Linked DNA regions of Drosophila melanogaster: regions 1 and 2 are each linked to region 3. The links are chromatin contacts, called in public targeted proximity ligation maps. All regions are on one chromosome and are shown on one strand. The core of a region is the stretch at or near the end of the contact, and the rest is flanking DNA. Distances in the headings are between cores, read along the strand shown. Region 1 holds the start of CG7601. Region 2 holds the start of kay (kayak). Region 3 holds the start of CG45544.

Evidence for each region.
Region 1: a targeted proximity ligation map of the Kc167 cell line shows a contact between it and region 3, with 2.7 times the contacts expected there. A contact is called at or near these places in 2 of 107 Hi-C or Micro-C datasets (embryo and wing imaginal disc) and 1 of 7 datasets of targeted methods (the Kc167 cell line).
Region 2: a targeted proximity ligation map of the Kc167 cell line shows a contact between it and region 3, with 3 times the contacts expected there. A contact is called at or near these places in 7 of 107 Hi-C or Micro-C datasets (the Kc167 cell line, the ML-DmBG3-c2 cell line, the S2 cell line and 3 more) and 2 of 7 datasets of targeted methods (both in the Kc167 cell line).

The regions. Positions count from the first base shown.
Region 1 is chr3R:29,735,385-29,739,005 of dm6, forward strand. It overlaps CG7601, which reads right to left and starts at 1,361. Exons shown (of 5, transcript NM_143460.4): 1 at 1,106-1,361; 2 at 906-1,049; 3 at 632-848; 4 at 330-575; 5 at 1-271. The coding sequence starts at 1,267. The coding sequence ends at 60. CIA30 (Complex I intermediate-associated protein, 30 kDa) reads left to right here and starts at 1,581. Exons shown (of 2, transcript NM_143461.4): 1 at 1,581-2,133; 2 at 2,192-2,686. The coding sequence starts at 1,660. The coding sequence ends at 2,608. It overlaps Gnpnat (Glucosamine-phosphate N-acetyltransferase), which reads left to right and starts at 2,891. Exons shown (of 6, transcript NM_001276150.1): 1 at 2,891-2,930.
Region 2 is chr3R:29,764,660-29,768,577 of dm6, forward strand. kay (kayak) reads left to right here and starts at 1,336. Exons shown (of 3, transcript NM_001032408.3): 1 at 1,336-2,928. The coding sequence starts at 2,326.
Region 3 is chr3R:29,253,894-29,257,837 of dm6, forward strand. CG45544 reads left to right here and starts at 2,592. Exons shown (of 2, transcript NM_001300653.1): 1 at 2,592-3,044; 2 at 3,189-3,532. The coding sequence starts at 2,771. The coding sequence ends at 3,004. It overlaps stg (string), which reads right to left and starts at 1,907. Exons shown (of 2, transcript NM_001276137.1): 1 at 980-1,907; 2 at 1-68. The coding sequence starts at 1,035.

The sequences.
Region 1 (3,621 bases), core at 111-2,610, 480 kb after region 3:
CAATTAACAATAAAAATGAAACTAATACTTAAGGACGTGTGACTTAACATACTCTAAGCTCAAGTGGACTTTTTCTCAGCATTCTCCAGTTTGACGGCGCGCTTGGCCATGATCCAAAAGTAGAGACTCGGGCAAAGATGACGAAGATAGTAGGCGATCTTGGCCTGGACATCGCTGACAATAATGTCCGGTTCTTTGCGAAGAATGCACTGCAGAATGCGTTCTGCAAGTTTATCCGGTGACATGCCCTTGGCCGTGGTTTCATCCACTTCTGCAGACATGGAGATAGAAATTAGCTTTCATATGAATATAAAGGGTAAATCACTTACTGCCGTAACTGCTTCCCGATCCTGTCAATGCATTCAAGGACAGCTGGGTGCGTATGTAGCCAGGACTCACGCAGGACACGTTTATGTTCTTATTTGCCACCTCGGCTCGCAGGGAATCGGCAAAAGCCTGCATGGCATGTTTCGAGGCGGAATAGGCAGCCCTTTGGGGAATGGCAAACTTTCCCTGAACAGAGCTAATGAAGCATATGTGACCACTACCACGTTTCACCATCGAAGGAAGTAGAGCTAAGAATGCGTACAAGAGTAAGTTGACTTTCCGGGATAAAGGGTTTATTAGTTACCTTTGGTCAGGGCAACGCTGCCAAAGTAGTTAACCACCATCACCTTGAGATCCACATCCACTGCCGTGGATGCCACATCGGCTCGCACACTGATCCCTCCGTTGTTGATGAGTATGTCCACTTGGTTGTACACGGCCAGCACCCGGGTGACAAATTCTGGAATGGAGTTCAGTTCAGCCAGATCCAGGGGAAGCACTGTCGGCGGATAAGCGGGATCCTGAAATGGTTAGTGCATTATAATGCGAACCACATAACCTACGGGTCCCGAACTTACCACATCCAATGCGAGGAGGTCCTTCTTAACCCGCTCCAATTCCTGAGTGCGACGTGCCGCCAAAATAACCCTGCATCCAGCGCGGTAGAAGACGTGGGCCAGAGATTCGCCCAGGCCCGAACTGGCCCCCGTGATGAGCACCACCTGCAAATGGTTTACATAATTACCGGGCTAATCAGTCATTAAGTTAAACTCGTCACCTTGCCGGGCAATTGATTGCGGAATTTCTGGGCCTGGAATCGCTGCCAAATGTTGATGATGGCCAGTGGAAGTGCCACCGGCATCAGGACCGTGCCCAGCACCCAGTAAAGAACGTTCCAGTCGCTGCTGGGAGCACATTTGTCCATGTCCTGCACCTTCATTTTCCCAAACCGACGCGATTCGATGATCAAACCTTTGAACTCCAAGCCGAATGCAAAATGATTAGCAATGACAACAAAACCGGGATTGTCATTCACTGCGAATAAGGCACAGGGGAGCTTAGTTAAGAGGAAAGAAAATGAATTCTAAGTGTAAGGAAGAATACAAAAGTGAGCCACATGGGAAGTAATAATTATTGTAACATCAAGTGGGCAAAGTATGTAAGTTTGACTTTCATTATTACATTTCAACTGTGCTTATCTTCTATCGAATATCTACTGTGCACTGCTGTTTCGCTGAGAATGGCAACTGGGCCAGCTGATTATTGTTACGTTGTTTTGCTGCACAGGCTGCTAGAGAAATAAGATTTACTTCAACCTAAACCAATGCCACGATGAATAGTCTCCTGCGACAAGGACTCCGCCTGGGCTGCTGCCTTCCGGCTGTCCAGCAGCAAATCCACACCACCGCCGTGCACAGGACATTCTGGGAGCGCGAGAAAAAGTCCGGCTACAAGACCAAGCTGCCGGAACCCTCGAAGAAGCAGATGATCATGGACGGCTTGAGGGACCTCAAGGAGGAGATGAAGCTGTGGCGCCAGGAAGTCAAGGAGCAGTTCGAAAGTGATCCCATCCTGGTCTTCCGGCCGGGTGAAACGGATGTGGTGTTCGATTTCAAGGCGCCGGATGTGCTGGACAAGTGGACGGTGACCACCGATGCGGATCACGGCGAGGGCAAGAGTACTGCGACTCTGGAACTAAGTGCAGCCGGTGCTGGACTCTTCCATGGCCAAGTCAACTCGGATCACACCAAGGATGGCATTATCAAAAGGACGGGATATGCGAACATTCGCACGAAGAGAGTGCGGGTGAGTTTATTGTTGATTTCAAATTGGATGTAACGATACTAAGCCTCATTATCCTCAGAAATCCTTTAAGCGCGAGACCACCTATGACTGGACGCAGTACAACATGCTGGTCATGAAGGTGCGAGGCGATGGACGCAGCTACCTGATCAACCTGCATACCGAAGGCTACTTCGACCTGATGTGGAACGACATCTACCACTATGTTCTGTACACGCGCGGAGGTCCCCACTGGCAGATAGCGAAGATTCCCTTCTCCAAGTTCTTCCTGTCTTCCAAGGGACGTGTCCAGGATCGCCAGGGCGCCATACCGCTGAACAGGGTAACCCACTTCGGATTCTCCGTTGCCGCAAAGAAGGGAATGGATGGCCCGTTTGGCCTGGAAATAGACTATGTGGGTTTGGAGTACGATCCCAGTCACCGCGAGGAATTCGCCTACGAAATGTACCAGACTCCCAAATACATCGTGGCCACGTAACGTAACCGCCTTACGTTACGTTTGTGTTATTTAATTGTAGAAACGTACGAAGAGCAGTAAAGATTGGTTAGCAGAAACATGCACATTGCCTTTACATTTGGGAAATTCAATATTTATTAATATATATAAATAGTAAATTCACGAATTAAAATTTTTAGACCATCACTCATAGGCAGTTACAACTGTACCCTCAGCTGGTTATTGCTCTCTTTCCATCTCTATTTCTTTCTATATTTCTTTTGCTTTTGCAGAACCTTTCTCTTCGCAATCAGCTGTTTAAATGTTTACATTCACATCGCCGAATATTCAGGGTCATTTAAGCGTTGAAACCAGAGAACTGCAGCCCGCCACTCGCACTCTACGTCCACCCGATAAACACTCGGTACTCTAGGCACCCCGTTTTTTTTGACACCCTACTTGCGGCAACACAAAATACTCGAGTGTTTTACCGACGTTGTGTTTTTGTTACGAGTAAAAAAACCACCCGAGGCCTGCTGCGCAAGAGCCGTATGGGTGAGTGGACGCACAGTCAACGATCGGCCGCAGGTCATTTTTTGTATGCGGGCTGCAGTTCTCTGGTCATTTTTTGTACGCCTAAAATTTGTATGGGTGGAAGCGTGACGGGTATAAGAAATGAAGGGTAAAAGGGAATACCCAAGAAAATTTTTGTGCTCATGTCTTTGCTCTTTGATGGACTCAATGGGTGCCTCCCATTTCAAACACATAAAGTAATTGCAATTAAAGACGGCATTTGTTGATTTTTACGTTTTTTAATGTCTCAATCTAAATAATAAAAACATAGTGGGCTTAAAAAGTATCTATTAAATATAAGGACTTAATGTTGTTGGATCAGGTAGTAAGTCATCGACGTCTACCTGTTCCCCATAGATAGCGCCGATTTGTAGGAAAAACTTCACCAAATTTTTAAATCCGGCTCCGGTTACTGCAGAAAACGGCCGACAATCTTGGACAACCCATTGGGTGCATTTTTCAATAGCTACTTTCTTGTCGTT
Region 2 (3,918 bases), core at 86-2,585, 510 kb after region 3:
AAAGTGGGCACGTCGTGCATATTTTTGTGATCCCCTTTGTGGTTGTTGTTCTCTTTGCTGTTGTTGTTGCATAGATTAAAAATCAGCAAAACAAAATTTTGAACATTTGTGAGGGGGGGTTGATAGGCAGTGCTGAGCGATTCAGCTATTTTAAGGCTGAATATAACTTTATTTCATATATTATTTTGGGGCCAAATTTGATATATGTTAAAAGATTTTATATATAGTAAAATCTCCTTATACGTGTGCTTAAGATGATGATTCAATTTTAAGTTTAATTTAGCATGGATTTCATGTTTCGTTTTCGAGTCAGTGGTTCGAAATCCATGATAAGGCGCTTGGTAGTATGCAATGGGTTTTCTGTATCTAGAAAGCTCTATCTATAAGCAAGTAACTATAACTTATCTCTTAATTCAGATAAAAGAGGGACCTAAGAATACTTATTTATATAAGCAGATATGCATACAAAATTAAACGGTAGTAATGCAGCTACTTATTATTAATATTATCCTAAACTCCTATTAGCTGCCCATCTACATATTTGCCTAAGGTTAAATGTAACAAGTCAGCTTGGTATTAATAAAAAAAACCCGAATAAATAGTGTGTGTTTCCAATTAGGATGGGATTAGTCTGCATATCTTGACCTGTATGTTTTGCTCCTGAAAAGCTGCCGTCTTCCGATCGCACTTGTTGTTGTCTTCCATCCCCCGCTGATGTTGTTCTTGTTGTGTGCGGCGCTGCTGCTGCGGCTGTGGCTGTTCTACATACTGTTATTGTAGTTGGAGCCACCGCCGCGTGCCAGCGGGGATTAGTCATAGTTGTGCGACGTCGACGGCGACGGCGACAGTCCGCAGTTCGCAGTGATCTATGGACGAGCGAACGGAGCGGATCGGCTAGTTCAGCCAATTGGCCCTAAATCTCATTAGAGGGTACCATAGGTGTCGGTAGGCAGAGGTGTTGGCGAAAATCAAATACTGGACCACCCCGCGCACATGCGATTAGTCACAAAAAGAAGAAGAAGAACGCAGGGAGAAAAGAGCCGAAATAAAACGCGCCTCGTAATAATTTGTTTCTTCGGCTCGTGTGTGTTATATTTTGTTTTTATTGTTTGGGTTTTCGCATTTAGTAGCCTTTCAGCGCAGTTTTTACCTGGTTTCGCAGCGCAGCGAGTAAAATATTGAAAGCCCCCAAAAACGAACGCGAAAAACGAAAACACAGTGATCGCGATTGCACTTCGGATCGCGTCGGCCGCCTTCGGCCGTACGCCTGTGTGCGTGCGCCTGTGTGTGTGCGCCTTTGAGCGCAGGTTTATCAAAATTTTCATTTTGAGTTTTAATACACTTTCTGCCGCGCTGCCGTGTGGACGTCTTGCCTCCCCAGTCAGTCGGTTCGGTCCTGGCTCTGAAAAACCAAATAATTCGAATTGAACAACGCGAGTTGGTGAATGCGAACGTGCTGTGAAAGATTTAATTCGAAAAATAACAAAAGCAAATGGATGTCTGGCTAGCGAAAAGCTAGTACTTACGTATGTACATATGTGTGTCTAAAAAGAACATGCAGTGTCTGGTTTTTTCGATTCCGTCGCCTGTTTATGGCTAAATCACGTAATTTAATCCGTGTTTGTTTGCCCGATTCGGTGTTTGTTTACGCCTCGTTTACCGTTACCCGGCCACTTGGCCCGCACGTGCTGATCGCCAATCGCATATCGAAAATTGCCAATCGATCGGAGTGGCCATCCGAGGACAATCGATCGCGAACCTAATAAAGCGCTGTTCAAAAATATGCAAAGTGATGTAGCGGTTGACTCATCAGCGTGAAATTGCCAGGAACTCAGTCGCAAGCAGCAAAACTTTCTGTGTAAATATCTTTGGAGTTTTCGGGAACTAAAACCAAAAGTCACTAGAGTCAATAAGGAAAAGTATTTAATACTACTATAAAATACAGCCAAACTTGTAAACTTGTAAACTTAGTATGCAAATAATTGAGAAACCTAAAAATATATATATGGTGAAACATTTTTTACAAATATTTTGAGACTAACTAGTGAATTTCTAACGTAAAGTGCCTGCATTAAGCCTTAATAATACTTAACAAACCCCCTCAATCCAAACCAATTGCCAAAAATTACATATAGCCAAACAAAAGCGTGTTACTAAGTTTCGTACAATTAAAATACATGTAGTAAGTGCGGCAAACAAAACACAAGCAGAGATAAATCAAGCCAAAAATAAGTTCGCAAAAAATAACAAGAGTAAGAAACAAACAAAGGAGAGCAGGAAATTGCAGCATCTTGTGATAAACGCTGACAATTTGTTGCCCGTTGAATGATTGCACTAAAGGCCACCGAGATGCAGCACAACAACAACGCATTGCAGCAGCAGCAGCAACTGCAGCATCAACTGCTGCAGCAACATCAGCAGCAGCATCAGCAGCAGCTGCAGCAGCAGCTCAATTCGCCCGATAATAATTATATTTGGGCAACCACGCACAATGCGAATATCAGCAGAAACAACGCAATGTTGCAGCTGCAGCAGCAACAACTGCGTGCCCCCTGGATAACCGATTGCAACAAGCAGCACCACATTAACAACAATAACAGCATGAATGTCAATTACAATCAGCAATTGACGCAACAGCCGCAGCAGCAGCAGCAGCAAACGCAGTACATGCAACACAATTACAACAACTACACGCAACAGCAGCAGCAGCAGCATCTAGTGCCCGCAACAACATCCCAATCCAACAGCCACTTCTACCAGTGCAACCAGCAGCAGCAGCAGCAGCAATTCCTGGCGCCCACCACCACAACAGCAGCAGTGGTAGTAGCAGCGGCGCATCAGCAGCACCAGACGCAACAGCAGCATCAGTCGCAGCAGCAGCAACAGCATCAGCGACAGGATTATGCATCCCTTCAAATGGGCAGACAAGTGAGTGGACTAGTTAAGTGCGTACGATAAAAGGGACTATTGCTTGTCTGTCATTCGAGGGTATCCGATATTCGAGGTAGTCGAAGGAAGTAGTTTTATATACGAAACTCTTTCCTAATAGATGCTCAGTAGTCTTCGACTTCCCTGTGCGTTAGTAATCGGATTTGCGCTCAGTGTAACATACAGTTACACAAGTGCACAAGGCGGCATTATGATTGGCCATCTCCCTCATCCCAGAGCTCATGATTTGTGGATGCTTTTGTTTTGCGGTTTGGTGGGCGGCGCTTCGCCCCAAGTTGAAGTGTTGCTCGCTTTTGTTTCCGTTGGATTTTCGCTTGTTTTTTTAATTGCGCGCTAGTTGTGTGCGATAGTTGGAAATTCAGAGCTTGGAAAACCAAAAAAGCCAAAATGGCGGCCAGGGGGCGTATACTTGATCTTGAGCTTTCGTTGCGCATACGACATGTGGAGCGCAGCGTTCCCCCAAAATTAGGCGCGCATACTTACTTTATCTGAAGTAAATATTTAATGCTCGCTGTGGCGTGGGAAAGCCACTCCCCAAAAACACACACACAAAACGAGGGGATAAATAAATAAAACAAACAATAAAAAATACATTTCGCGTAATTTAATTTGTTTCAACTGCGAACAAAAACAAACTGGATCTCCGCATATATGTACGTATATGTAAGCTGAAAATATATATAGAGGCGATTTAAATAAATTTAAATTAAGGCGGCAGACAGTTACAGATTTAAGCGATCACAAAAGGGTTTATTTAACCTCTCGAAAGTGATGTTGACCTGTGCTCACCCCATTACAGCAAAATCACGTTGGTGACATTTAATTTTAGCCCTCCTGAGCTTAAAGTGTATTTCAAGCAGCTAAAATCAGATCAATTATTACAATTATGTGGCTAAAGTCACGCAGGCACATCGCAAATGCTTAATGATTAATATCCATTTCCGAAGTCGAATTCAGATTCACACTTTA
Region 3 (3,944 bases), core at 1,342-3,841:
CCAGGGAACGGCGAGCACGACGAGATCCACTCATTTTGTTGATGCTACTCGAACTGCTGGTGTTATTACTGCAAGAGCAAACAAAGAGAGGGGGAGGATTAGTCAACTGTTCGGCATCGAGGAAGAGAGCTGCTTTTGCTTCCCTAAACTCTCGCAAGAGCGGGTCATTAAACCCAGCTAAAAATACTGACAAACTGGTGGTGGTGGTGGCGTTGGTGGTGTAAAAACAACAAAAATACCCGAGAAAATACAGAGAGGGGTTGTTGTAATTGGGTGAAGAGGGAGCTGAACTAGAAATTTACTTTAATGCAGCTTCGAAAACTGGAATTTTTGGGATTCGACTTGCGCACACGATATCATTGATACCATTTTTTTTTTTTTTGATAATTTTTACAATTCCCTAAAATTGCGAGGGAACCGTTGCGTACCGCCTTATCTTCTTCTTCTTGATTCTACTTAAGCATTAGCGGTTCTCCAAATGGAATTCCCTTTTGCTTTTCGCATGCATCTGCTTTTCAGCTTGACTTTTGCTTTTGGGTCACACGTCACGCAAGCGCAGCGATAATACAACAAAAACACGCCACAAAGAACCGCAAAGAACACGGAGGAAAAAAGGAACAAAAATCGAAAAAAAAAAAATGACTGACTGACGGACGACGGACAAAAAGCATTTTTTGCTGCTGCTTTTTTTTGGAGCCTCGCGGAAGCCGGTTTAATGAATGAAAAACGGCAAGCGAGCAACAAAACAACAGCTGAGCGCCAAAATAAAAATCGGGCAAAAAGCAAACGTGCCGAGCGTGATAAAAAGAACTCTTACTTTTGTTGGCCCCATCGTTTACATTTCTGTTTTTTGTATTTTTTTTTTGCTTTGCTGTTGTTGCTGTTGCTCTTGAACTTGCACTTTTTATCGCGTATTTTCAACTGGTATTCCTGGTGCAAAAGGGGTTTGCTGTTGCTAATCCTTGGGCGGCATAATTACCTGATATTGCAATCCATGCTGCAGTTGTTTTCCTCCACAATAGTTTCCCACAGCATTTTGTTGGTTTTGTTGTGTTATGTGTTGCGTTGGTTGCTTCGAAGAGCCGAAGATGTTTGATTTCGCTGGCGAGTCTGAAGCCGAAGAAATTGCTAAAACACAATTTGTTCTTGGTCACTCTGCACTCATTTACAGTTTGTTTTTAGAATTTGAGATGGTAGTCCTTGGTTTTTGGCTAGTATTGCATTTTAGTTAATTTAGGTTTTTTTGTTTTTTTTTTTTGTTAATGTGTCCGTTTGAGCATGATTTTTTGTTTTGTATTTCGGAGTGTGGTTGTGCGAGGTTTTTCTTTTTCTTCAATAATTTGAACCGCACAATCTCAATTCACCGAACGAGGAACCGAAAGGCTGAACAAGAAGAGCTGTTGACTCGACGACGAACTGAGAACGAATGTGCTGAATATGCCGAGCAGCTGGTTTTTATAACCGCACCCCGGCCGATCACGATCAGCTGATGAGCTAATGGGCGCGAGCGAGATGGCGCGCGTTTTTTGTTCTCTCTGCTTCGCTCTTTAGCTCTTAGTTCTCAGCTCCTTTCCTTTGCCTTCCCATCCTATCCTTTCCTTCCTATCCTTCCCAGAAGTGCCAATAGAAGAGGAAGGGAGACGGGCAACGAGCGACACCAACACACATAACGGGGACGGGGCCAGAGCCATGTGCGATGCGAAAAGGAAAACTGGGAAAATGGGAGAATCAGGATCATATGGACTCAGTTTTGGAAATCTCTGCTCATGTGGAGCACAAGAGTGCCGGCAACAGGTAGAATCCTTTCCCCTGCACTTCCCCTATCGCAAAATCCCGCACCGAATACCAATGTCCCGAGAAACGAGGAGAATCTGGCGCCTTGGTGGTCGCCAGCTCTATGGAGGCCACTGATTTTGGCGCGCGAGCTTTTATACCGCGACGCGTACCGCCGAAGGGGATCCGAAGTCGCCACAATTGGAGCCGAAGTGGAGCCGAGGAGGCTCCGAACCGAACACATGTGAAAATAGTGTGGAGCCCCAAGAAGCGAAGAGGAAACGCTGAAGAACTGCGCGAATCTTTAAGCAGAATTTCAAGGCGGCATCGATTGTGTCGTTTGCAGGTAATAATGTGAGATCCACGCATTCCTGCTGCCCCCTGTCCCCCCTTGTAACCCCTCCCTGAAAACTACATATCAGCAGGTAGTGGCCGCAGTCATATGATCGCCGCACCGGCGGGATGGGCGGTCGTGGAGGGGGCGTGGCTCCTTTGTGTTCTGCAGACGTAGACGCCAATGTCGTTAAATGAGCAAAGCTTCCAGCCACAGAGATCCATTCACAGGTAGCACTCTACACGATGGACCGTGTGTCTTTAATGAGAATCCGTACAAACACAGATCTTAAGCTAGATAAACTACTACTAACAGTAGCAAACACGTGGAAAATCATGATGTCAACCATGCGATATGACCAATAATCGATAATGTGAAGCTCAGACTAGTTGCCCACGCCGAAGCTCCACTGTAGCCCCTCGTTTGTGTGCAATCGCGGCAAAGTTAAAGCAAAAATCGAGTTACATATGCGCCGATGCCCTGCGGGAGTCATTCTGGAGGATCCGAGGGGTTCACTAAGGAGGGTTGGGGGTTTGCGAACACCCATGGGCTGTGCTGTGCAGTTCGAGTGTGTTTTTGTAAGGTTCGCGGCAAACAAATGAAGGACAGGCCAGTGCAACCAGGCCATATCATTCACACCGCTTGAAGAGCAGGCGAAAGTAAATGATTTCGGGACCAACCACAGCCGAAGCCACCAACCAAATGAGCTACGGTTTCATTCCGCTGAATTCCTTTGGCCAGCTTTTGTTGTTGCTGCAGGAAGAGCCGAGAGGATCATCTTTATGGAAAACAACCAGCACAAAACGACGAGAAGGACGCAGAAATCATAAAGTGGTTTTGAACAAGTTAAAAAAGCGCATAGGGAAGGAAAAAGCTCAGAACCAATCTCATTCATAGCGATCCGAGCGCACAGTGTGGCAAAATACATATACTAGAGGTAAATCTGTGAACTTACTACTACTATTTAAAAGTAGTTTCTAGCTCGAGTTGTTCTGCTATTTTCATTTTTACTTACCAAATTCTTATCCAGTTTTTATGCTTTTATTCATTCCAATTATAGCCTCGCAATTATGGATTTCAGATAATACCACCGTGATATCGCCGGGCTCCAGAAAAAGGGCAAAGCGGAGGAAGCGGAATCAAAAGCGTATGCAAAAGCACACTCACACACGTGTGTGTGCGTGTGTGAGTGGGTAAATTTGATAAAGAATGAGAATAGGCTGCGGAGAAAGAAATTGCAGCAACAATGTGAATGGAAATGGGAATGGGGCACAACAATAGCGGGGGACCTCAAAAACAGCATAACGAACAAAAAAAATCACAGGACCAGCAAAAAGTGAAGAGCTAAATTGTAAATCGAAATTCCAAGAAGTGAGCTTTGAGCATCGGCTCTTATTTTATTTTTTTCTCGGTCGTCTGTGCATTAAAATGCCTGCAAAGTGTGCGAAAAAAGCGTTTGAGATACTTTTGTGCGCGCGCGCTTTTCGCAAATCACTGCCAAAAGGGTTAAGGGTGGTGCGGTGGGCAGGCATGGGTTAAAGGCTGGGCGGTCCCAGTTTTCGCGCGCGTGTGTTTGTGTGTGGTAGACAATGCAATGCAATTAGAAGGAAGCGCAAAGAGGGGCCAGCGATCAGATGTCTAGGTGAGAGATACAAAAAGCGCAAATTTTCAACATCCCTCTAAAAGCTATTGAAATGCAATTTATTTATAATTTAATTATTAATTTATTTCAGATAAATCTGCATAGTACATACTGGTAAGTGCACACTATTTAGCAATATAATTATCTTAGTATATTGCATATATTATCTTCTCAATTCTTTCGACTTATATCAAG